Regions from separate parts of the Macaca mulatta genome. Here region 2 is linked to region 1. The links are chromatin contacts, called in public Hi-C maps. All regions are on one chromosome and are shown on one strand. Each heading gives the region's core, a stretch centred on a gene start, on an enhancer-like site or on the middle of the called end of the contact. The rest is flanking DNA. Distances are from core to core; before and after follow the strand shown.

Region 1 (2,700 bases), core at 12-2,511:
CCTCCCGACGCTCCGACCGAACAAAGAGCCGGGCAGGGCTAAGGGGCAGAGGCCGTGGCGGCGTGGAGTGGACAGCGGCCCCCGGCCCCCGGCCCGTGCCTGGCGCCCGCCCGCCCGCGAGGCCTCGGGTCTGCGCCCGGCTCGCTCGCTGCAGGTGCGGCCCCTCAGCGCGGCCCCCCCGCGGCGGCCGGACTCCCGCGCCTCACTCACTTGTCGTACTCCTGTGTCATCGCGCCCGCTCGCCGCTGCCGGGCCGCAGAACTGGACTTTCGGGTTGGGACAGTACACCCGATCCGGGGGGAGGAGGCGGCGGTGGCTGCGGGTCCGGAGCGGCGGCCCCGACGGGTTGGGTTCGCTTTTCTCGCTCTGAGCCGGCTCCGCGCGGGCTGCGCGCACTGGGCGCCGGGCTCGGCCGCTCATTGGCTGGCGATGCGCCGGCTGGGGGTGGGGCCTCGGGGCTGGGAGGCCGGCCGAGCCTCCTGATTGGTCAGAGAGGGGGCGCTGGGGCGGGGCTGACGGGGTCGAGCGGCGCGGGCTGGGGGCAAGTGCCGCGCGTTCCGCGAGGTTGCGCCCGGGACTGCGCGCCCGGCTCGCGGTCTTACGCGCCTGCCCTGACTGGAGAGGGAGCGCGGCGGCTGTGGCGCGCACCCGCCGACCTCCGCGCGCACCTAGAGCGCTCCCGCTCGCGCCGGGCCGCCGCCCCCGGCGTCCCCGGCCATCCCCTCCGCGACGAGCCTGGGCCGTGGAGCCGACTCCTTCTTCGCTCACTCAGGCCTCCGCACCCCGTGCCCACGTTGCCCGCTGTTCCAGCCCCAGCGCCCCGCGCTGCCACTGCGCTCGCCCGGCCGAGGCGCCTCTGCCGGTCTCCGCGCTCCCCGGTCGCGCGTCTCACCTCTCGGTTCTCGCAGGCTGTCACACCCGGGTCCCGTGACTTCCCCCGAGAGCCATCTCCGGAATGTCCCTTCTCCTGGCCCACCGCGGCCGCGCGCTTTTAGCATTTCTTGCCCTCGCGGCTCCCGCGGTCCCCTCGGCGGCAGGCCCTGGGGCTCCGCGATGTCTCCGCCCCGCAGCCTCCCGGGCGCCACTTCCCCGCGCGGCCGCCCCACGCTGCCCGTACAGCCGCGCGCCCCGGGCCGGCCCCGGGTACCACTCCACTGCGACAGCCCCCACTTGTCCTTCCCGAGCTGCCGTCTTTCCCAGGGTCTGCCCACTGAGTCCCCACATGCCCAGCGTCGGACCTGACACTAGTGCAGGCGCGGCCCCAGACGCCGGAGACAGGGCAGTCAATAGAACAGACACAACTCCTCGCCTTCCTAGTTGGGGTAACGGGCAATGCAAAAATAAGTAAATGGTGTGGCTGGTTGAAAGGTAAAGCAGGCAGGCCCTGGGGAGGCGGGGAGGAGCCAGGCTTGAAGGAGATGAGGGGCCACGAAGGTGGGACTGTGCCTGAGGCAGGGACCCTGGTGTGTTCAGTGACCCGTGAAGGGACCCAGGTGGCTGGAGGGACACAGGGAGCCGGGAGCTGCGGTCAGAGATAGTGGTCGCAGGGGAGCGGATTGAGCAGGGCCTTGCCGGCTTCCGTAAGGACTGTGGCTTTTCTCTGGGCGAGGTGGGGACGCATTGGAGGGGCTTGGAGCGGGGAAGTGACAGGATCTCACATTTTAAAATAGTTCTTTGCTGCTGCGTGGTGGGGACCAGGTAGGAGGCCACTGCCATGATAGAGTGAGGTGGTGGGAAGTGGCCGAATTCTGGATATGCTTTGAAGGTGGGACCAACAGGATTGTCTGAAAATTGGATATGGGGTGTGAGAGGAGGAGGGAATCGAGGATGATTACAGGGTTTCCAGCTGGGCAACTGGAGGAATGATTTGCCATCCCCTGGGATACGGAAGACCTAGGGCATAGAAGATTTGGGGAAGAACAAGAGTCCATTTTGGACGTGCTAAGCTCAAGATGTATGGGAGATCCAAATCCATGTATCAGGTGGGCTCCTGAGTACGAGGCTGGAGTGCAGGGGAGAAGTCTGGGCTGAAGCTCACGTCTGGGCGCCGCCCACATCTAGAGGCCATTTAAAGCCATGAAAGGCAGGGAGGAAAGAGGATGGGACCCATGCTGGATCCAGGAGCCTCCGACACAGAAAGGCTGGGAAGAAGAGCCAGTGGAGGAGACAGAAGACAGGGACACCGAGGTCAGAAGCAATGGAAGCATGGAAGCCAAGGGAAGGAGGTGAGGTGAGGAGCAGCATGAGGTCATAGGGCCCTCCTGCAGCCAGCAGCCCCCTCCTCTGTGCCCTGGTCCTAGGCCTTCAGGGACCCGAATGGGCAGCCTCATTTGAGGCCACCCTTCGCAGTTTCTGTCCTCTGACCCTGGTCCCAGCACTGGATCCATGCAGCCTGTTGTTTGCTCTTATCACTAGTTTCCTGTTTAAATCAATTATCTTCTTCTTCTCCTCCTCCTCCTCCTCCTTTCTTCTTCTCCTTCTCCTTCTCCTCCTTCTCCTTCTCTTTCTCCTTCTCCTTCTTCTTCCTTCTTCCTTCTTCCTTCTTCTTCTTCTTCTTCTTCCTCGCTCTCTCTCTCTCTCTCTCTCAGGCAGGTCTTGAACGCCTGACCTCAGGCGATCTGCCCGCCTTGGCCTCTCAAAGTGCTGGGATTACAAGCATGAGCCACCGCGCCCGCCAAATCATTATATTTTCTAAGCAAG
Region 2 (2,700 bases), core at 114-2,613, 330 kb after region 1:
GATCTCCCATTCTAGAGATTCTCCGGATTCGCTCAGGTCTCCACCGAGAATGGGAAATTCTTTCTTGCCTGTGGCATTCTTGGGCCTTCTATGATCCATTCTCCCTAGACCTGCTGGAATCGGGATCATAGCAGCGTGAACCCAGAGGGCAATTCGCATCTTAAGATGGCACAAAGGCCACTCGCCAGACGGGCAGGACAGCCACCCTACCTGGATGGAGTTAGGGGACTGGAGTGCCAAGAGAGACAGGAGTGGTTTAAAAGGAAAGGGAGCTGCCAGGGATTACCCTGAATGGGAGGGGCCTGGGGAAATCTTTCTCACTTCAGCAGGGTGTTCCCCAGGAGGAGAAAATCAGAAATCGACATCCAGGGAGAGGATTTCGGCTTTTCAAGTGTGCTCTTACAAATAATACCAGAAACAAAAAGCGTGTGCGCATGTGACAATGATGTGAAAAATTATGGATTTAGATGCATAACCTGGAAAGCCTGAAAGAAACATAAAAATTGCTTTTTTGCGGGGAGCGATGTTATGGGCAGGGTTTTTGTGGGGGGGTGGGAAGGGGTGGTTCTAGGTGTTTTCCTGCAGATTGTGCTGAATGTCATTTCCCATTTTAAAGAAAACCACAATACTTGGCATTGTCACAGAGACTCGCCTGGATCTTCTGGGACCTACCTTTTCACAAGGGAAGTTTTTGTTTTAGGGTGCCCATCTGAAAACCTGAATTTATCACGTACGTGCCATACTGAAGCCACTGTCTCCAGGAATCAATTATTCTTTAATAGGGATGCGGTTTGCTTAATTCCCAGCCCTAATGGCAACGTGATTAAGGTCTGGGTTTAGTATCTTGGGATCCAAACCTTTGTCACAGATCGGAAGGTGGAGGAAAGAAAGGCCCCTGTGCTCCCAAACAGCTGAATATGTCACCCTCCAGTTCAGACTCGGCCAGAGACCTTGAGATGCAATGCACCATCCGCACCGGGAGACGTGGTCGCCGCTTCGGAGGTCGTGCGCGCCTCTGGGTCTCGTGCCGCACCCAGAAGTGCCGGGGTGGCGGGGAGGCTGAGGGGAGTTGGTAACGGCATCGCCATGGCAACAGTGACGTCCTTTTACCCTGGATCTAATTGGAGGAAACCCCGTGGCCGAAGCTGCAGCCTGCCGGCCAACCGAACTTCCCCGCGCCGACCCACCCTCCTAGCCTCCGCGTTCCCTCCCGCTCCGCCCCCCTCGCCCCCTTCCGCGCGCTCAGTCCTCATTGGCCAGCGGCGCGTCGGGGGGCGGGACTCTCGGGCCAAGCTCGGCGCATCATTGGGCGGCGGACCGCCCCTCGGCTCCGGGGTAGGCTGAGACGGGAGGGTCCTCAGCTAAAGCCAAAAGCAGATCAAAGTGGTGGGACTCGCGTCGCGACCGCGGAGACGTGAAGGTGAGCACCTGGGTCGGCCCGCGGGCATCCAACGGCCGCTCTGGGCTTGAGGGCCGGGCGGAGGTGCCGCCCTCGCGAGCAGCCGGCTGTCGATTCCGCTCCCCTCAGGGACGGCTCCGGGCGGGAAGGTGCGGGGCCAACGGTCGCTTCCATCTTGAGCCGGCCGGGCGGGGGTGGCGGGAGCGGTCGCGGCTCGGGCTCTGTGCGCGCGGGGCCTTCGCGCCGCCCCCGCCTCCTCCCGTCGCGGGCCGCGGCCTCCCCGGGCGCCCGGCGGGGGCGGGGGCGGGGGAGAGGGAAATTCAAGCGGCCGCATGTGCGAGAGACAAAAGCGGGCGGCGGGCCGCATTGTCTGACGGCGCTCCCTCCCTGCTTTTTGTTCTCGCCTCGCCGCCCCGCCCCTCCGCAGCTCTCGAGGCTCCTCCCGCTCCGGGTCGGCGCTCTCCCTCGCTCTCCTCGCCCTCCGCCCCGGCCCCGGCCCCGCGCCCGCCATGGAGAAGACTGAGCTGATCCAGAAGGCCAAGCTGGCCGAGCAGGCCGAACGCTACGACGACATGGCCACCTGCATGAAGGCAGTGACCGAGCAGGGCGCCGAGCTGTCCAACGAGGAGCGCAATCTGCTCTCCGTGGCCTACAAGAACGTGGTCGGGGGCCGCAGGTCCGCCTGGAGGGTCATCTCGAGCATCGAGCAGAAGACCGACACCTCCGACAAGAAGTTGCAGCTGATTAAGGACTATCGGGAGAAAGTGGAGTCCGAGCTGAGATCCATCTGCACCACGGTCCTGGTGAGTCCTCGGCGCGGGGAGCAGGGGAGGCCTTTTGTGCGATACTTTTCATTGAGAGTTTCGCGGGCACGGAAAGAAAGGTGAGCCGGGGCTTACCGGACTCTGCCGAGGTGGAGGGTTTCAGGTGAGCCCTGGCTTCCCTTCTGTGTGTCTCCGGTTCTAGAGACTCAAGAGGCTGCTTTTCCAAGGATAAGTTCTTTTTTTTTTTTTTTTCTTTCCCCCAGATGTTGGGTAGCTACCAAACGATGGAACTTGGAAACATCCAAGTAGGTCTCTGCGAGACTGAAAGGCGTTTTCAAGTTTCTTGTGCGGGGAGATCTGTGAGCTCTCTAATGGCTTCAGGCAGTTGAAAGAAGGCGCAGGCACCTTTTTGTTACAGACAATGTAGTAGGGATTTTTTCCCAAACCCAGTAATGGAAACTTACTTCGAAAATCTGAACAGATACTTTATTTTTCAAGCAAGAGTATCTGTTGCGCTCCCCTCCACCCCCTATAAAC

The links. A called contact is a pair of places that touch in the nucleus more often than the background predicts.
Region 2: a contact with region 1 is called in a Hi-C map of fetal cortex germinal zone, with 2.2 times the contacts expected there. The contact joins the promoter of YWHAQ here to the promoter of GRHL1 in region 1. A contact is called at or near these places in 2 of 14 Hi-C or Micro-C datasets (fetal cortex germinal zone and liver).

Annotation. Positions count from the first base shown.
Region 1 is chr13:114,862,001-114,864,700 of T2T-MMU8v2.0, forward strand. GRHL1 (grainyhead like transcription factor 1) reads right to left here and starts at 1,262. Exons shown (of 16, transcript XM_077960149.1): 1 at 211-1,262. The coding sequence starts at 230. LOC144333917 (a long non-coding RNA gene) reads left to right here and starts at 1,377. Exons shown (of 2, transcript XR_013403065.1): 1 at 1,377-2,225.
Region 2 is chr13:115,189,032-115,191,731 of T2T-MMU8v2.0, forward strand. It overlaps YWHAQ (tyrosine 3-monooxygenase/tryptophan 5-monooxygenase activation protein theta), which reads left to right and starts at 1,364. Exons shown (of 6, transcript XM_077960165.1): 1 at 1,364-1,420; 2 at 1,827-2,202. The coding sequence starts at 1,909.